Linked DNA regions of Mus musculus: region 1 is linked to region 2. Evidence: chromatin contacts called from public Hi-C data. All regions are on one chromosome and are shown on one strand. The core of a region is the stretch at or near the end of the contact, and the rest is flanking DNA. Distances in the headings are between cores, read along the strand shown. Region 1 overlaps Gm35438 (a long non-coding RNA gene). Region 2 holds the start of Vldlr (very low density lipoprotein receptor).

The links. A called contact is a pair of places that touch in the nucleus more often than the background predicts.
Region 1: a Hi-C map of embryonic fibroblasts shows a contact between it and region 2, with 1.9 times the contacts expected there. A contact is called at or near these places in 4 of 484 Hi-C or Micro-C datasets (embryonic fibroblasts, nephron progenitors and rod photoreceptor), 3 of 130 datasets of targeted methods (embryonic fibroblasts, embryonic stem cells and heart atrium) and 1 of 9 other capture datasets (liver).

What each region holds. Positions count from the first base shown.
Region 1 is chr19:27,259,533-27,262,967 of GRCm38.p6, forward strand. It overlaps Gm35438 (a long non-coding RNA gene), which reads right to left. Exons shown (of 8, transcript XR_003952921.1): 3 at 2,697-2,846. Among named protein-coding and RNA genes, the nearest start is that of Vldlr, 44 kb to the left of the region's middle.
Region 2 is chr19:27,215,730-27,219,471 of GRCm38.p6, forward strand. It overlaps Vldlr (very low density lipoprotein receptor), which reads left to right and starts at 1,291. Exons shown (of 18, transcript NM_001161420.1): 1 at 1,291-1,967. The coding sequence starts at 1,886. The region is part of intron 3 of Gm35438 (a long non-coding RNA gene); the gene reads right to left.

The DNA of each region.
Region 1 (3,435 bases), core at 44-2,543, 44 kb after region 2:
GTGGGGGGTCCTGTATATAGGTGTAACAATTGAAAATTTCACAAAACCTCCAATTCTACATTGACAAAACAACATATTTTCATTAAAGGACACAGAAATTAGGGTGGAGCTGAGCTGTTAAGCATCCTCCGTGGCGATCATTGTCCATAGAACCAGAAGGTGCTGTGCAGAATGCTGGAGGAGAACCTTCACAGTCTTACTCAGCTTTGAAGCTTTTGTGCAATAGCATTAACCTACCAGCAAGATATGCCTACCGTGCAATTGGTGGTATGAGTGCTTTGCAGGCGGGGTTGGGGGAAAGGTCACTAACTGCCTTCTGATTGGATTTGAGGACCACTCCACAGGAGGGGACACATCCCTGCTACAGGAAACCCACCCAGACCCCTCTGGCTGGTGAGAGAAATTAACAAATCTAGCTCCAGCAGTGAAATGTTGGCTTTCACTGTGGCTTGGGGGGGGTTGGGGTCTATTTTGATCTTTCAAACTGAACCCTTAACTATAATGTCTGTTTTCATTGTGAAGAAATTACCACACTGGTACTACCATGAGAGTCTGGGCTGAAAGCTGCGAGTTTTGATCTTAGCTGCTTCCTACTTGCCTTACAATTCTGGTAAATTCCTTTCACTTACTGACTCTCCATTTCTCCACCTTCAAACAAGCCAATGATAAACTCTGACTCAGTCACTGCACACAGTTGTTATGAGAACCAGATGGGAAAACAGATGCGCACTATCCAAATGTGAGCTCTCTTTCCCCCCAGAGCTGTTTGAATAAAACACATTTGCCATGTGCACATTTGGCAGGCTCACATCCCAAATAGAGACCGTACTGAAGTTTGATGCCACAGACCTTTGGTTTACAATAAGAATCACAGTGCAGGGTGTTCTGTGGTTAAAATAACGCCACCCACACTGTCAAAGCCAAGACTTTCACACGGGTGCCAGTGAGCCCTATTCTGTAATCCAATAAGTCTTCTAGAGATGTTGACTATGGCTTTCTCCTGGCAACAGTTCTTAGCATTAGCAAGGAATGTGTTCTTTACTAACACACAGGTTTTGTTGGACTCAAAGGGCAGAAGAAAATCATAAAAGATACTCTTAGAAAACTTGTATCTTAGGAGATAATTTCAAGAGCAATTACAGATTTACAGGATGCTGTAGTTTTGATCTTCAAATAAGCCCACGTCACTATTCTTACAATTGGCCTTACTAAGCTTTTTATTTGGCCCTGTCCTATGCTGGCAGCTGATGCAATGCAGGGCAACTTGGTGAGAGCAGCCGTAGCAATCAATCACATATTGCTGTATTATTCCCTTCAATACAATGAACACTGTGGAAGGAATTTCCCTGAACACCATGTCTAGAACAGAAGACCAAGTCCAGATTGTACTTGATCATAGGACAAATCTTCAGAGTTGTAGGCAGCTGGCAACTTTGCAGAGTGGTGTTATGAGTAGGTCCTTTGGATTTCTCAACATCTACGGTTGTTTAAACATACAAAGAAAAGGAAATCCAAGATAGTCCTTGAAAAATCCGACTTCTTTAAAAATGTTCTGGCCTGATTTCATTCTTGGTACTTCATAGAGCACGCGTGAAGCCAGGCTAGATTTGTTCAGCTTCACGAGAAGCTCCAAGCAGGAGGTGCCACTCCTCAGTGTCCATGGTGACAGCCTTCTTATAGCCTTCCCAGGAAGAAAACATTCCTTTCAGTTTCCATCAGAGAGAGTCACGTTCCCTCCTATGTTAACAGATCTCCCCAAGCCTTCCGAAGTTAGCCAAAAGCTTTATCTTCAGCAACATTGGCAATTAGAATATGTTTTCTTCAGTGTCTAGGCTCTCTCCCTACCTACAAGTGCTAGATTCAGTTTCTTGAGCAAATTGTGTAGACACCATCGTTTTTTACACCATGGGTCTGCACATGAGACTGGGGTTCAAAGCCATCCCCAACAAATACTTAAGAAAACAGTAGCATGGTGCTTACCTAATATCTTCCAGAAAATTGAAAGCTATAGGATATTTCTCAAATTATTTCAAGATGCAAACGGTATTTTGATACAAAATTAGATGAAATATTATAAGAAAATAGGCCAATGCACCCCATGATCAAAGACATAAAAATTCTTCAGGTATACATCTCTACTTATTTAATGAGTTATTAAGAAATAAACAATGCAGTCTCTTATTATAAATATGGATTACCTACTATATTTTACTTAGAGTGGAAATAATCTTGTCCTGCTTCTAACACTGATATATTGCTTGCATCCATATCCTTGCTTACACGAATTTATAGGTTATCATCATTTATGAAGGCAAATGAAAAGAATTCCCAAAGAACATGCTGGCAAATCAAATTCAAATGTATAGAGTACATAATCTGCCATGACCAAATCATAATTCCCAAGCTAGTCCAGGAATGCTAAATATTAAGCAATCTAATACGGCATGTCAATGGATTGAGTAAGGAAGAGCTTAGAGAAGGCTTTCTGTAAAAGTCAACTGACAACTAAGTAAAAGCCCTTTGAAATCCAAGATTGTAAGGAAACTTCATTAAAATGGTAAAGAGCAGGAAGGAGAGAGAATGACAGGGAGAACATACAATCTTAAGGGCCAACATGACATTTTTCAAAATTACTGCCATGTGCTTGACATTTCTTTTTTCTAAGACCCTCAATACAATGAAAGTTTAATGCTTACCAAGGATGCCTGTGGCTCGTTCACACTCGCTCTTCATGCTAACCACCTCCTGGACTCAGGCCCCTTATGTGTCTCTAGTCTGCACCACACAGAGTGGCCTTGGGTTGTTGGGTCACTTGGTGCCACAGAGCTCAGACTGTATTTCACCTCCTATTTTGGCCAAAGAGTCAAGGCAAAAGTGTCTATGAGTCACACCACTGACAAGAGATAGGAAGAAAGCCAATGCAACCGAGAATGTGGTCTCCTTATACTTCATCAAATGAGAAAGCTTTTTGAAAAGACACCTCTTTAGTTTTACATTTAAAGAGCCATTTATCTCGTTAGCACAGTTTTTGTCTTATAATTCAAAGTATTTAATAATGACAACAATTTTGCAGTTTTCTTTTAAAAAATATTATTATACACATTTAAACACATGAACGCTTGATTATCTCTCTCACATTATGAACATTTTCCTCGGTAACAGATTTGTCTAAATAATCCTTTTATCACCCAAACATCAGGGCAGGACTGAACCAGGACTATGTTCTACTGTTGGCTTCTGTTTTGTTCCAATTCTCTTAAATACTGAATTGTAAAGGAATATATAGACCTACTCTCATCCACACAGCAAATTGAAAACCTTTTAGATGTCTTTCATAACACAGATCATTCTCTAATCTTGACAGGAATCATCAGCTATACAATCTTAAAGAGACAAACCAGAGACTTTTCATAGATAGTAGGATGAGCAAGCTAG
Region 2 (3,742 bases), core at 41-2,540:
GGCTGTGATCACGTGTTCACCATGCAGTTTCCGCCCATCTCCTACCCTCTGATTATACACAACAGCATCCACAGTGAGCAGCTTTGAAAGACCCCATCTGCATGTGAGATTATCCATCACAATGAGGCTAAATTACACCGATCAAAATGTACCCTGGCTGAGAATTACCCCCAGGGTCTCCTGGGTACATGAGAACATCTCTCCTAGTAGACTGTCCCCAGAGAACTGCTCAAGAGAACCAAGGTGACATTACAATGCCAGAAGGAAGCTAGGACATGGAATCTGAAATCTGTCAACTTTGATTCATTCGAGGTACAGCAACTTATAAAACAGAAGCACATACACACATATTAACAGGTGAAATAATTTGGAAAAATCTGTGGTATACCACAGAAAGCATCTCAACCAAGGCGATGTGTTCAAGAAAACTGAAGTACACTAAGAACAAACCATAAACTTAGGTCCTGTCTGGCACCCACCTCCCTCCAATCTATCCTCTCTGGGAGGGTTGACTTCTTTCCCTCCACAATGCTTATAATTGAACGTTACAAACTATACCAAGAATAAATCTACCGGGGTCCCCTTCCTCCAACCAGAAAAAGGTTAAGCTTTTAATTACAGGCCCTCAAACTATCATTTTGTGCAATTAGCAATTAACTCTAATCGTTGATGAGAGAATGCAGAGCTGCGCTGGCAATTTCCCTCCTCCCCATCCCAGACTCGGTTATTTTAGTCTTGTTCTATTACAGAGGACAAGCCACAACCGCGGGAGCGCTCTTGTTCTTTCTCTCTTTCTCTTTCACACACTCTTACTTAAAGCCACATTTAATTTTTAACAAAATGGCATCTCAGCTTGCCATTGAGATGGGACTCCGAACCCCACAGCAGAACAGCGGAGCTTTCGCACCCCTCCTCTTCATCACTTTCAGGTTGGAAAGAAGAGTCCCCCGGAAGATGCTACCTACCGACCTCACTACATCAGCCCTTCCTAGGGGCTCAGGAGAGGGAGGAAAAGGGTTCCTTGCTGCCCCCCAGACCCCTCAACTGCCAGCCCCATCAAGCCTGGAGGCGGTGGCAAGAGCAGCAATAGTTGCATCAGCGCTCCTAGCCAAGGCGCCAGGAGGGTACAGTAGCAACTGTAGGGAGCTAGGGAGCGCACAGCTGCTGCGGCCGCAGGTTCCCTGGATCAGGAAATTAGGACAGGCACCCGGGATTGGAGGTGAGGACGGTGCGCGAGCCAACCAGCGGCCGCCCCGGGTCCCCCGTGAGCCCCGGGCCAACGCGCGGAGCAGTCGAGCCCCTGGAGCCATCCGGATGGCGGCGGCGACAGCCCCAGCCCCAGCCACTCACGCACGCACGCTGCCACTTGCCCCCGCACCCTCCTCACTGCGCGCGGGAGAGCGGTGCGTGCCTGAGCTGCTGGGCTGAGCTCCCCCGCTGGGGTCCCCGCGCCGCTCGGCCGCGCTCCTGCGGCCGCCCGGGTGGTTGCCCCCAAACCGCTCACTTGAGCTGTCCTCGGTGGCGAACGGGCTCCCCGCCCCCTCCTCCCGCGCCGTTCCCTCCCCTCTCCCTCCCCTTCTCTGCAACGCCTGCATTATTTTCCGCCCGCAGGGTCCGCGCGCACACCGCGGCCGCGGCGGGGGAGGTGACCGGGTGGGTGGTTGGGTGGGTGGCTGGCGGGGAGTAGAGTGTGCAAGTTGCAGGGAAAGGGTGCCCGCTCCTTGCGTGCTCTCCGTGCTCCCGGCTCTTCACTCCTTCCCCCTCCTCCTCGTCTCCTCCCTCCCCGCCCCCACCTCCTTCTTCCTCTCCGAAGGGCTGGTAACTTGTTGTGCGGAGCGAACGGCGACAACGACGGCGCGACGGAGGCACCATCCGGGCGGGCAGCATGGGCACGTCCGCGCGCTGGGCGCTGTGGCTGCTGCTCGCGCTGTGCTGGGCGCCCCGGGACAGCGGCGCCACTGCAAGCGGTGAGTGGGGACGCGCCCCTCCGCACTCGGCCCGAAACAAGCCGAGGCGTCCGCGATCGCCGCGTTCTGGGGGACCCCGGGGCTCCTCTTGCCCATCCCCTCCTAGCAGGCGCCTCTCCACGCTCCTCTCCTGCCTCCCCTCCCCACCCGGGTGGCGCCTCTGAGCTGTCAGAGCCGAGGTTACTGGGAGCCAGGCCCGGGGGACGGTGGGGTTTAGGGTGTCCTAAAGCGTCCCTTGAACTTGTTGTCATTCTTCTGTGTCCCCCTTCTTCCCAGAACCTCTGTTTTACATGGTTTTCACCCCCCATTGACAAGGGCTAGGGGATGTGGGCTTTGGAGCCACTGAACAATGGTTCTGCCTCCTCTGCCAGGCGGGCTGTTAGGACCGTGGCAGAGCACGGGGCCTGGAAGCCCGAGTGCGCCCCTCAGACTTAAGCAGGGTTGAGAGCGCACAGTGGGTGAAGGTGGGCGTCTCCGAGGACACCGGGCGCCAGGTGCCGGCCGAGCCGGGAGTCCTCGCGCTGCCGTGAGCAAGCGCACGTTCGGTGGGCGGCAGCCTGGAGGCCGAGCCATGACAAGTACGCAGCCTGCGCCCGGGACTGAGACTCCCCAGGCGCCGGGCCGTCTCTCGGGCTCCAAGAGTGGCTTTCAACTGGACTGTCCTCCGAGTGCTTTTCTTTCTCCCATCCCCGGGGATTCCGCAGCTACTGCGGCTTTTAAAAACCTCTGGGGTCTCTGAGATAACTGAACGGGGGAGGGGAGTGGGATCAAGACTTAATCAGGTTACTTTGCCGAGCCTCATTCTGGGCAACACTTTCCCCCAGAGAAACTGAGTCCCAGTGTAGTGACTGTAATTAGCCTTTATTCTGCACAATACGGCCCGAAGGTGTGGAGCTGGAGCGTGTGACTGGAGCTTGGGGAGGGCGGGGTGACTACTGTCGAGTCCCAGGGGGTCGGCACACTGGCTTTGGAGCCCTGTGTGTTTCCAGCACCCCATCTTGGGTCACACAACTTTCCAGAGCAGGTGATAAGATGCCTTCCTAACAAGGTCCGCGTCTGATCCTTGGCGGGCCACTGAAGAGGTCTTAGAGGTCTTAAGAGGTGACACCAAAGTGCTTGCTTGCCAACCAGCTCTAGGTAATTAGGGCAGAACGCTGTCCCAGCTCTAAATAGTCCACAATCCACATCTCCTGTCGCCGGGTAGCTTAGAAGGCCCGCCTGCGTGCGGTCACGTGTGTCCTGGAGTGAGAGCGAACTTTCAAGTGTGTGGTCAAGCTGTCTGTCGAGCTATGCTGGGGTGTTTAAGTCTCCCAGCGCCCCTGGGCCTTTGGTTCCGCTGTCCGGAGCGTGAGAAGCTGGGCAGGGCTTTTCTGCCCCATGCGATTGGCTGGTAGCTGGATTGCGTTTAGCTTGGTCACGTGTCTACGCGGAGTTAATTGAGCTGCCCCAGCTGGGTTACCTTTAAGATCAGCCAGGCTCAGAGGGGCCTTTCCCTCTGGCGCTTTCTCCAGCTGCACTCTGAAAAGGGCCCAGGTATCGTGACGCTAGAATCCTTCCTGTGACAAACCTCTGTGCCCAGAGAAGCCCTGCTTAACAGAACATTTCAGACGCTGACATTAATCATTAATGGATGAGTAATGTTAACTTATTAAACCATCTCTCAGAAGAGTGACTTGACTCGGGCTATATATTTTGTAGTATTTCAAAACACGAATGCATAAAATCCATTACTGACTGTGATCCGGGGAGTTGGGAGAAAGGAGTCTCCTTAGCTG